2 separate regions of the Mus musculus genome follow, and region 2 is linked to region 1. The links are chromatin contacts, called in public Hi-C maps. All regions are on one chromosome and are shown on one strand. Each heading gives the region's core, a stretch centred on a gene start, on an enhancer-like site or on the middle of the called end of the contact. The rest is flanking DNA. Distances are from core to core; before and after follow the strand shown. Region 1 holds the start of Elovl1 (elongation of very long chain fatty acids (FEN1/Elo2, SUR4/Elo3, yeast)-like 1). Region 2 holds the start of Sf3a3 (splicing factor 3a, subunit 3).

What was found. Hi-C and Micro-C count contacts between places; a contact is called where the count stands out from the background.
Region 2: a Hi-C map of B cells shows a contact between it and region 1, with 5 read pairs. The contact joins the promoter of Sf3a3 here to the promoter of Elovl1 in region 1. A contact is called at or near these places in 1 of 39 promoter capture datasets (cranial neural crest) and 1 of 484 Hi-C or Micro-C datasets (B cells).

Annotation. Positions count from the first base shown.
Region 1 is chr4:118,426,687-118,429,615 of GRCm38.p6, forward strand. It overlaps Elovl1 (elongation of very long chain fatty acids (FEN1/Elo2, SUR4/Elo3, yeast)-like 1), which reads left to right and starts at 1,407. Exons shown (of 8, transcript NM_019422.3): 1 at 1,407-1,529.
Region 2 is chr4:124,713,490-124,716,314 of GRCm38.p6, forward strand. Sf3a3 (splicing factor 3a, subunit 3) reads left to right here and starts at 1,372. Exons shown (of 17, transcript NM_029157.3): 1 at 1,372-1,501; 2 at 1,780-1,827; 3 at 2,163-2,215; 4 at 2,321-2,426. The coding sequence starts at 1,406.

The sequences.
Region 1 (2,929 bases), core at 157-2,656:
CACCATCCCGAACGCTCCACTGGGAGCTTTTGGATCCACCACAGATGTTCACTGGAGAGAAAGCTGCTGACATTTGATGGCTGGAGTTCAGGCTATGGCTTGAGAATGACATTTCAGGGACATGGGGGTCTAGTATACAATGATACAGAAGCTGGGTTTGGAAGTAAATTCTCTGCTGGTTGTTTTTTTTTTTTTTTTTTTTTTTTTTTTGGTCAAGAGTAGGTGCTAACAGGTAAACAGGTAATCTAAAGAATGCTGAAAACTATACTCTGGCCTTCATCTCTTATCAATGCCTAGGTAACCAAATCCACCAATTATGAACCTATTATCCTTCCTAGCCACTGCCTCTTCTAAATTCCTCAACTCTCTGCCTACTTACATCATCCAGTTGTCCAAGCTGTAATTGAGTCTTTATAGGAAAGACAGATTTCATGCCATGCAATAGTTGGACTATCTGGTGCTGGGGTGGGTGGGTGGTGGTACTGAATTGACATCTAACTCCTCCCCCACCCCTACCCCTGCAACGTTGTCTGGCTTTCCCAACCCCATCTGTTACCTCTTCAGACCAGCTGTTTTCCTCTCACCTGGTCTCTCTAGTACCTTGTACCTGGGTTATAAGTTATGTTAGTGTGGGGAGCAGAGCTTAATGTGGTTTCGCTCACTGTAGATGGCCAGTAAATGTCTGACAGATGAGATGAGCTGCCTCAAAATTCTTGTTTTCTTCTGCTTCTAGAATAAGTCAGGCAGCCTCATTTGGCCTCCAAGATCTACTACATTGAACCACAGCCAATTTCACTTGCTACCCCCACCCCCACCCCCTTTCACTACCTTGAAGGCCAGTTTAGACAGTGATTCACAGTTCTTGCCTGGGGCCACTTGTATTCTCCCATCTCCGTTCCAGGAAATCCTCTCTGTGCCTCCTAAAGCTAGGACTCATCCAAGTTTATAGGCTCTGAGAAGCATGGTGGTGGCCGACTGCTGCCTCCCGCTAAAGCCTCCCGCCACCCCAATCAGCCCTTAGTAGGCACAGCTGGCCCTCCTCTTCCAGGAAAAGCCTTGAGGGAACGGTTGAACCCTGGAAATTTCCCGTAATCATAAGCCGCGACTGTCACAAAGCAGACAGGAGATGAGTGGGTCCTCATGCTGGACTGGACAGAGGACCACGAATGGGGCCATGCAGGCTGAACCTCAAGAAGAAGCTGGGTGCGGGCCAAGCCATAGTCATCGGCGGGACAGGCTGAGAGATGCGAAGGAAGGGGTGGAGAGCTGGGGCTGGGTGTGCTTCCTGCCCCGGGATCTGGCGACCCGCCCCTGCTCCCGCCCTGGCGGCCAGGCAGGCGCTGGACGGCCCCTCCTGCCTCGGCCAGCCGCCCAATCAGCAGGCGCCCCCCGCCCGGCCCGCCCCCTCCCCCTCTGGTGACAGAAAGTCGGCCCAGCAGATGAGGAAGTGGCCGGCAGGCGGCCCTGGGGACTTCTCTCCGGCCCTGATCCCTTTGAACCCTTCACTGCTGCCCGCCTGGTTTCCACTGGTGAGTGTGTACCTTCCATGGCTCCCCACGTGCCAGCGCCCCCTGCCTGGCTGGCCAGGCTAGCCCTGCCCTGCCTGCCTTGCCCTGCCCTGCCCAGGCTGTGGGCGAGGCTGTTCCTGGGGCGAGTGGGTGGGAGGTCCCAGGCACTGGGGCTGGGCCTGCCCACAGGATCCCTCCCCGGCACCTTGGCCCCTGACCCCCATTTGCTCACACCTAGTTCTTTTTCAGCACCTCCTGGCCTTCCACCCTTTGCCCACTCCTCTCTTTTCCCTTCCTGCCCCATGCCGGTGCCCTTTTTCTTTTCCATCCATCTTAAGGGAACTGGCTCTGTTTCACTGCGGGAGGGGGGTGGTGCGCACCCGGGTTTCCCTCAAACTTAGGGAGAGATCCTCAGAAGTCTGGACTCCCTCTTGCCCTCTGGGTCACTGTGTATCTCCCGGTGTTAAGTGGTGGTGAAGGGCGAGTGAATTGGAGGAGGTGGTTGAGGGAGGAGATAAGGAACTGGCAAGCTCACGTGTGTCAGAGCACATGCCTAAGTGCTAGGCCCCACTCCAACATAAGCCACCAACCAAAGTCTAACTGTAGGAAGAAATGAGTGTCACTCACCAGAGAGCTGTGTGTGCAGAAGGGAGGTGTGGGTGAAGATGTACCCATGCCTGGTCAGCTGTATGTCCCGCGGTTAATGCAATCCCTGACAGGTGTGAAGTTTAGGAGCCTGGCATGTCCGAGTCCAGTAGGGAGGCCTGTTTGGGTGATGTGGTCAACAAGATATGCCTGGACTGTGTGTGGATGTATGCTGGCTAGCTCCTGGCGCGGTATGCATGTCTCTGGGGGTGGTTGAGAGCGGTGTGATGAAGGTACATATTACTGTGTGAGAGCGTGGATGTGGATGGTAGAACTCAAGCCCCAAGGCTGGAGATTGATGGAGAGCAGCTGGAGCACTCCGCTTGTTGGGCAATTGCCGGAGTCCTCTGGGACAAAGTCCTAGGCTCTCCTGGGTCTAGGCTAAATTTTTGTATCCCTATAAACTTTCCCTTGGCATTCCTTCCAACTTTGAGGAGGAGGGGACCTAGCCCATGAGGCTCCCTCCCAGAAGAGGGAAAGATTCCTGAGACCTCCCCCACTCTCCCACCTCCTCACATACCACTGGTGTCCTCACCCCTCCCTGGTAGGGAAGGGTGATGCCCATTCTAAAGTAGGACAAACTAAGAATTCATGGCTGGTTTGGGAGAGAATGCTGGGTGTGGATTTTTTAGCAGTTCTGGCTTTGGCCAGACGTCCTGGCCAGAAGTTTCTGGAGAACCTACAAACTTATCTGGCTGGTCAGAGGTGGTGAGGCTGGGGCTCACTTGGCTTTCTCAATTCTGGTGGGTCCTGCTCCTCTAGGCATTGACCTGTGG
Region 2 (2,825 bases), core at 122-2,621, 6.3 Mb after region 1:
TGTGTGAATGTGTGTGTATGTATTGTATGTGTATGTATATATGTATGTGTGTATGTGTATGTTTGTATGTGTTTTGTTTGTTTGTTGTTTTGAGATAGAGTCTTATCACATAGCTCAGGCTGAACTTGAACTTGTTCTCCTCTTGCCTCCATCTCCTAAGCGCTAGGATCACGGGTGTGAGCCACTTTGCATTGCGCCGATGCCTCTTTCCTGGTGCATGCACTGTCACACACTTGTAATCCCAGCTCTCTATACTGATTCACTCTCTGCCCCTACTCTGTTTGTTTGTTTGTTTGTTTGTTTATGTTTCGTTTGGTTTGGTTTCATGAGACTGGATCTCTATGCAGCCCTGGCTGTCCTGGAACTCACTATGTAGACCAAACTGGCCTAGAACTCACAAAGATCTGTTTGCCTCCACCTTCTGCCTCTTCTGCCTCTGCTTCTTCCTCTTCCTCCTCTTTTAAGGAAAGGCAGTCTAGATTTCATTTTCTAAGCCATACAGTGGCTAGGTGTGGTGGCTCATACCTGTAATTCCAGCAAGTGGTAGGCGAAAAGCAGAAAAATAAAGAATTACATGGAATTGGGGCTGGTGAGATGGCTCAGTGGGTAAGAGCACCCGACTGCTCTTCTGAAGGTCGGAAGTTCAAATCCCAGCAACCACATGGTGGCTCACAACCACCCGTAATGAGATCCGATGCCCTCTTCTGGTGTGTCTGAAGACAGCTACAGTGTACTTTACATATAATAAATAAATAAATCTTTTAAAAAAAAAAGAATTACAGAGAATCAGAAGTTAACCTGTGCTGAACAGCAAGCATATCATTGCTTGAGTGTACCACGTTTTTCTTAAAGACTCCTCTGCCAATAAACAAAGGTTGTGTTCAAATATGTATGAGTTTTATTAAGAACAAACCCACCACCATCTCCACTTTACTGACAAACACACTAAAGTCCAGACAAGGGGAAAACATCACCAGAGGTCACACACTGAAAACTACTGCTGCTTCCAGTTCCCCTTTCCGTTCTGTATCCTTCAACTTATCCGTTCCTGCTAGTGTGTCCCTGCCGGCCCAGCTTTCTGCAGCAAGCCCCGGGCAAGCCAGCTGTCTCTCAACCTCAGCCTACAGGATTCTTGCAGGCTTCTTAGAGACAGCCAGCTTTCAACGCGGAGGCAGCGCTCCTTCAGACCCCCAGCCAGCAGGGGGAAGCGTAGCCACGGTCGCGGATAGCACCCGCTTGCTCTCTTCGTGGTGTTCCTTTTTTCTTGAGTCCCCCAAGACACTTCCGGGACACGCGGAACTTTGGTGCAGCCGGATGCTGCGCGCTGAGACGCTGGCTGAAAGGCGGCAGGCGGTGTTTCCGGCAGTGTTAGTGGTCCGCCTTGAAACGCCGTGGCCAAGGGAAAATGGAGACAATTTTAGAGCAGCAACGGCGCTATCATGAGGAGAAGGAACGGCTTATGGATGTTATGGCCAAAGAGATGCTTACGAAGAAGTCCACGGTGAGTGAGCCGTGGTCCGGGCCGCATCAGGAGGCGGGCCTGGGTCCTTTGCCGAGCCCTCGCGCTGTATTTGGCCTCGGAGCTTCTCTGCGCCCCATCCTCACCCTCCTCCTAAGCTGGCTCGGCACTCTGGCCTCGTTAACGTCCTCCGAGGGCCCCTCAATCTTCCTGCTTCAGCCCCTGGGACCTAAACCAATAAGCGCATCACCCCTCGGGTGCTCTTTCCAACTGCTAAACTCAAAGTAACAACGTATGTGTTACCGTTTGCCTTTCTGCAGCTTCGGGACCAGATCAATTCCGATCACCGCACTCGGGCCATGCAAGATGTGAGTGCGCCGCCGTCCGCTTCCCCTGGGGTCGGGCTGGGCGGGAAAAGTGCAGGCTGGGAAGGTTGAGTGGCCCTGCGTGATTTCTACCCCTGAGTTCTTAGACAAGCCCCTCTAGGGTACCTAATCAGATGTCCTATCTCTGCCTCCCAAGTGCTGGGATTAAAAGTGTATGCAACCACCTCGGGATCAAGCTGTCTCTTAAAAGTGGTGGAACTTTGAAGACCATGTATCTCATGAGTTTTCCTTGGGTTTTGCCAAGACATCCTTTCTTGTTTACTTAGCCCTGTGGTACAAATTTGCTTCATTCTGATGGCTTTGCGCTTCTGTTTCAGAGGTACATGGAGGTCAGTGGGAACCTGAGGGATTTGTATGATGATAAGGACGGGTAAGTGACGGTCACATCCCTTCTAACAATTAGTGCTTTTGAGGAGCCCTGGTGAGACCATGGGCTGTGTGCTTTATGCTCTTCGGGTTTGTTGATATCTTGCAGACTGCGGAAGGAGGAGCTCAATGCTATCTCAGGACCCAACGAGTTCGCTGAATTCTATAACAGACTCAAGCAGATAAAGGAATTCCATCGGAAGCACCCAAATGAGGTAAGGCCTCCCAACTTAGTGTCCTTAGACCTGGCCGTTAACAAAAGGGAAAGATGCAAAGGAAATGGAGCTATGCCATGTAGATGTCACTCCAAGAAAGAACGTGCCACTTCACTGCATGTTAAGTGACATCCTCTTGGCATCCCTCTGCAGTAAGAGAACACGGTGAAGCACTAGGGCTGCTTCACAAGAATGTCTCCTACTCAATATACTGTGCACCTAGCTCTGCCCTGAAATCTACCAACACAGTGGTGCTCTGTTCACTTGCAGAGGTCGTTACCCCTTCAGGATTCATGTCCAATGCCAGCTTTTTCGTAAAATATCTCTTGGACTGCCTCCTCCAAAGGAGCCCTTCCTTAGCATGCTGTGTTTTGTGCCAATCAATGTCTGCCCGGCTAT